Regions from separate parts of the Mus musculus genome. Here region 1 is linked to region 2. A link is a contact called in public Micro-C data. All regions are on one chromosome and are shown on one strand. The core of a region is the stretch at or near the end of the contact, and the rest is flanking DNA. Distances in the headings are between cores, read along the strand shown. Region 1 holds the start of Sned1 (sushi, nidogen and EGF-like domains 1). Region 2 overlaps Crocc2 (ciliary rootlet coiled-coil, rootletin family member 2).

Region 1 (2,777 bases), core at 235-2,734, 38 kb after region 2:
CTGCCTCCTGAGTGCTGGGATTAAAGTCGTCACCACGCCTGGCACCAGAGGCTGATCTTCTCTAGCCAACTGTACAGCAAAACATTTCACATCTCCAGCCTTGGCTTACCCCTCTGCCAATCAGGATCACTACACAAAGCTGGAGGGGTGGGACAGAGGAAGGCAAGCCATGTACCAGGTGTGGGGTAGACGTGGTCAGTGCAAACAAAAATGGTCTCCTTAAATTTGGTGCCTGGTCCCCGACGCTGAGGGTTGGGCGTATCACAGTGGTGAGTCTGCTAAGAACAGGATCTGTGTAAGCTAGGTACCCCTGACTGACACACGGAGAACTCTCTGCTATACTTGAAAAATAATATGCAATGTCCCTTGTGGAACTGAGACACAGCACATGCTTGTTAGAGAGATTTTGGGAAATCCAGAAAAATGCAAAGCCAGCACAAACCAGAATCTCCGGGGCAGCTGCTGCTACTTCTGTAGCTTTTCTTTTTCTTCCTTGCTTCTCTTTGAGAGGCAGCATCTTGTCTTTGGGGATCCCAGACTTGGCTTATAGTCACATTATCCAACAGTAGGATCTGGGTGCAGACAAGGTGGTGAGAACTGAGGCCCCCAAGAGGCGCCAAGGGGACACAGAAAAAGACCAGGTTGCACCCCTGAGGCAGGACAGCCACTTACAAAGCAATTCTTAAGAAGATCGAGAAAGGTTAAGGAGCCACAGCAACTAACTTGCCCCCAGGGCCTGGGTGACCAGCCTACCCCGCAGGTTTCCCTAACATTGTCCAGCTGTGCTGCATGACTGATCCCATAGGGGAAAGTCCTTACACGAGAGAAAGCTAAGTAAGTCTTCGAGTCTCCCAGACCCAAGGTTCATCCTCAGTGAAACCAGAAAAGGAATAGACCCTAGGACAGGTTTCAGCTGGTTCTGAAAGTTGATGTCCTAACTTAGGGCTGGGGTGTGGCCACGCAAGGTTTGTGTAAGTGTTGTAGGGAGAAGTGGCCCAGACTGGCATTCTGTCAGGAAAAGCCAGATGCTCTGGCCTGACAGGGACCCCAGAGGACACACAGGAAGCCTGTTCAAAATCAGGCCTTAGGGCAACAAGTCAGCTTCAGAACTGCTGGGTTTGCCCACGCTCCTCCTGTGGGCAGGCCTTAAGCTGGTGACAGGAGACTGTAAGTCCTCACCTCAACATAGCCCAAATGCAAGAGAGCAAAAGGGCCTCGGTTTGGAGGTGGAGCCAACCCAGTACTAGTTCGGCTTTAATGAGCCTCGACACAGAAGGGCCTGGGAGCTACGCTCCGCTCCCGCACCCTCCCACTCCGCGGACCAGCAAGTTAAAAATGCCACTATTTGCATGACCCCGCCTCTCCCCGCCCCTCCCGAGTGGCCGGCTGGGCAGGCTATTTAAACCCCGGTCCCCGCGTTAGGCAGGCGGTCCGCAGTCGTGCCTCACGCCTTCCTAAGCTGCGCGGGTCTCCGGAGTGCGACGCGAGCTAGCGGAAGGGAACTGTGCGGCCAGTCGGTCGTGCGGTGACTGCAGCCACCTGCCCGAGCCCCGTGGCCCGCCCTCAGATCCCGGCGATGCGCCTCGGCGCCGCCTGGGCGCTGCTGCTGGCCGCAGCCCTGGGGCTCGGGACGCGCGGGGTGCGCGCTGCCGTGGCCCTCGCCGACTTCTACCCGTTCGGCACGAAGCGCGGCGACACCGTCACCCCGAAGCAGGACGACGGCGGCTCAGGGCTGCAACCACTCTCGGTGCCCTTTCCGTTCTTCGGCGCCGAGCACTCCGGACTCTACGTGAGTAACCCCGAGCTCGAGGGGGCTCCGGGGAGGGCGCCGCTGCCCTCCACCCCAACTCTTGCCGCTGCCGCCGCCAGCAACTTGGCACCGCGGCAGCCAGAGGTGGAATGAGGACAGCGCTTCCTCTCTCCCGCGGCCAAGGCCGGACAGCGACTGGCGGGAGAGGCGTGGGCAGGGCGGGGCGAGCAACCGCCAGGGCACCTAGGCGACAGCCAGGCCAGCGGAACGCGGCGCGCCCCTGCTGCTCAAGGCCCGACCTGTTTGGGACGTTGGCAGAGTTCGACAGGCTTCCGCAGAGCTGCGGGTCCCCCAGTGCCTAGTGGGGAGCCTTCGATCCTGTTCCTTCACAGTGAGCTATGTGGTAGTAGGCACATGGCCTCTGGCCACAGTTACCCTAGTGGGGTATCTGGCTTGTGATGGTCTCAGCCCTCTCTAAGCCATTTCAACCTCACCCACAGTTAACACCCAAGGCCCACAGCCAGAAGGAATTCGGGCATGATTTGCTTAGTTGCAGGAGACCTGCGCTGGGCAGGGCTGGCAGCTAGGGGCAGTGTAGAGGGGCTTACCCCTTCCCCTCCCCATCTTAGTCCCCTGGAGGTTGGCCACCAAGATCAGACCCTCTAAACAGGGCTCCCAAGGGTAATTCCTCACTCCAGCCCCAGACACGAATGCTGGAGAGGTCTCAGTGGATTGCAGAACCTGAGTGCCAGCCTCCATGTTCTCAGGGTCTGACCCTGCGCCAGTCACCTGTGCACAAAGGGATGATCTGTAGTGAAATGAGCCTCCTGAATTACTCAAATCCACTTAGAAACGCCAGAGCCAACGTAGTCTATAGTTAAAGCACCATCTTCTCACACACCCTCTGCCGAATCCAACACCAATCACCATTAGCTCTACCAATGATTTTGCCATTAGTGCCACCACATCCACTATCACCGCCTCCACTGGCACACTCACCTCCGCCATAAGCACTGCTGCCTTCAGC
Region 2 (2,769 bases), core at 214-2,713:
TTCAGGCTTCTGTGTGTTTTCTGAACGTAAATTTTGTATCTTGGTTGTGTCTGTGTAGGAATCTCTCATATATATCAATACACTTTGTCAGATGTTCTGTGAATGTCTTTTCCAACTGGTATCTTGTCTTTCTGTTTTCTTAACAGTACTTTTTGCAAAATATACAACTTTAATTTTGTCAAATTTCTTTTACATTCTTAATCATTGTCTATGTTGCTGTGGTGGACTCATTAGTTTTGTTTGGTTTGCTTTGCTTTTGAGGCAGTAGCCTAGAACTCACGGTGTAGCCCACACTGGCCTCAAGCTTGTAGCAACCCTCCTGCCTTAACTTTCCCAGCTTCTGGGATTATATGCACTAAACAACCTTGCCAGACTTTTTAAAAAATCTTATGATCCATATTTCCTAGAACCTGTGGTTTACCTAGCCCAAGGACAAAGAGTTAGCCTTCCGTGTTTTCACGTGGCCTTAGCTGAGGTCTTCAGTCCATTTCATATCAATGTCACATGGATCTTTAAATATGTTACAACACAAGTCCTTTTGCTCATCTAAGATTCACTGAGTCAGACACTCGCCCAGAAAGACTTTGAGTCAGCCTCTGGGTGACTCCAATATCACCAGAGTGTGAAAATCACAGGTGTGCGGGATGGAGTGGTGCCGCAGACCCTCTGGATCCCTTTGTCTGTGTGGAACGGGTCTCTGGGGCAGGTGGGCAAAGTGTCAGAGGAAATGACAGACAGACCAACAGGAGAGATTGTGTAGAATCTGAATGTATTGTGTCAGGTCGAGCATCAAACTTTTTATACCAAAGGAATAACAAGAAACCAGGCAAAATACAATACACCAAGTTACAGTGACGCAATACAAAAGGAATGTATACATCAAAAGAAGGTGGGGACCAGGCTGCTGCCGCAAAAGAAGGGAGCCAGGTGCAAACTAGTCTATTGTAAAACCCACCACCAGGGGTTCTGCACTGGCAGATCTTATCATGAATACTGCAATACCCCAACACCTATTTCCTGGGTCTACAGAAGAATATACCAACTTGCTTTTAATATGCAATGTAGCCTGTACTGAAGATTTCTATCTCAGTAAGATTCCCTGGCTCTTTCTGCAGACCAGCTGAGCCACTGGCTCTGTCTATTGTAATGCTTAATTAGTAACTGAATAGGTAACTTCCTTTCTGCATTCCTGCCGGATTTCAAGCTCCGATTTCAAGCTTGCAGGCTACTGGGACCTTGGAACACTATAACAGAATTTAATCTTTAAAGGCATTTATAATAAAATATTAAAAGAGAGCTCGTAGATCCATACACCAGACTAACTCGGGAATAGAGTATGAGTATGAGAACACTAAAACTCCAGGAGGTGAGCTTCCTTGAAACTCTCTGCCTTGTAAGTGGCTTTAAGGCTTCACAGCCTGTCAAGCTGACTTGACTGGAGTGTGTGGCAGAGTGGAAATGCGCACTTGCTGTCTTTCAAGCCTGTCTTTACCTGTCCAGGCCCTGCTTCAAAGGCACTCTCATGTTTGGGCTGCCTTGCTGGATGAGTTACTTTCCAGGCACTGTGATAAAACAACTGACAGATTAAATGGTTTGAGTGAGGATATCCCCCCTTAGGCTCATATATTTGAATGCTTAGCCTCCAGTGAGTGGAGCTCTTTGAAAAGATTAGAAGGATTAGGAGGTGTAGCCTTCTTGGAGGAAGTGTGTTACTGGAAGTGGACCTCGAGGTCTCAAAAGTCCATACCAGGCAGCCTTCCCCACCCCTCTCTCTGTGGCACACGGTCCCTCTTTCCTCCCCTAGGTCACAAACAAGAAACAGGCCCTAGAGAAGCAGCTGGCACAGAGCCTGCAGGACCAGGAGGCCCAGATGGACATTCTGCAAGAAGCCCTCCATGAGAAGAACACACTGTCTGAGGAGCGGGCCCAACTACTGGCTAAGCAGGAAGCCTTGGAGAGACATAGCGAGCTTGTGACTAAGGAGGCAGCTGATCTGAGGTACCAGTGCAACCACTCACCAGGGCGCACTTCTCATGATCCTGCCCTCAGACAGCCCATGGTGTTATGACTGCAGAGGTACTATATAGGCACAGTGACATAGGGCAGGGTGTGTCTGCTGTGGGAATATGGTATGGGGTGTGTAGAGAAAAAACATTGTGCCTGTAAGGTGGTTCGGTATTAGATGAGGTGCCCTGGGGTCACCTTCCTGAAGACGGGGGACAACCCTGTCAAACCAGAAACCCAGAAACCCAGATCAGACCAGTAAAAGAAAGATACGCAATTTCTTCCTTAAGAATATGAGTTTGGGGTGGAGCTTCAGGTTGACTGTTTCCAGAGCTTCTACCACTTCAAGGACCCCTTTCCCTCTGCTGTGTGGCTCTGAGATTTCATTCCCAGGGAGACACCTAGAGGTAACAAGAGAGTCCATCTGAAATTTCTGTCTAGCAGATGTTTCCTAGCAGTCCTGGGAGCCAGAGGCATGTAGCTGTGCAATCTAGAGTAGGGTCCACCCATGGTCCGGACATGGAAGTAGGGGAATCCTCATAACCAACAGGGCAACAACCAAAACTGGAAATGTGCCCATGGAGGCGTAGCTTAGGCTGGTCCCATTGCCTCTGCAGAGACCCAAGGCTAGCTGGTGCCTTTTCTCCTCAAAGCCTTCTCAGTCCTGAAGGGCTTCCTGGAAGAGTCTCCTCTAGAACTCCAGATGCTAGGGCCGTGGGGAACTAGAAGGACCCAGACCTTCCACTGCTCATGACAGCCCTCTCT

What was found. Hi-C and Micro-C count contacts between places; a contact is called where the count stands out from the background.
Region 1: a Micro-C map of embryonic stem cells shows a contact between it and region 2, with 2.5 times the contacts expected there. The contact joins the promoter of Sned1 here to the enhancer-like site in region 2. A contact is called at or near these places in 6 of 39 promoter capture datasets (3T3-L1-derived adipocytes, HPC-7-derived erythroid cells, cranial neural crest and 3 more), 2 of 15 datasets of contacts at CTCF or cohesin (CD8 T cells and the NIH/3T3 cell line), 19 of 484 Hi-C or Micro-C datasets (the NIH/3T3 cell line, the Patski cell line, bone marrow-derived macrophages and 7 more), 17 of 115 datasets of contacts at active chromatin or transcription factors (craniofacial prominence, embryonic fibroblasts, embryonic limb bud and 8 more) and 4 of 9 other capture datasets (adipose tissue, embryonic stem cells, liver and 1 more).

What each region holds. Positions count from the first base shown.
Region 1 is chr1:93,234,413-93,237,189 of GRCm38.p6, forward strand. It overlaps Sned1 (sushi, nidogen and EGF-like domains 1), which reads left to right and starts at 1,485. Exons shown (of 31, transcript NM_172463.4): 1 at 1,485-1,789. The coding sequence starts at 1,577.
Region 2 is chr1:93,196,663-93,199,431 of GRCm38.p6, forward strand. Crocc2 (ciliary rootlet coiled-coil, rootletin family member 2) reads left to right here. Exons shown (of 32, transcript NM_001310428.1): 16 at 1,805-1,998. Among named protein-coding and RNA genes, the nearest start is that of Crocc2, 30 kb to the left of the region's middle. Within about 2 kb of position 1,464, at least 8 of the 459 cell types and tissues checked have an H3K27ac peak or open chromatin away from gene starts, as enhancers often do. A contact at or near this core is called in embryonic stem cells and stem cell-derived epiblast-like cells, where this site is marked.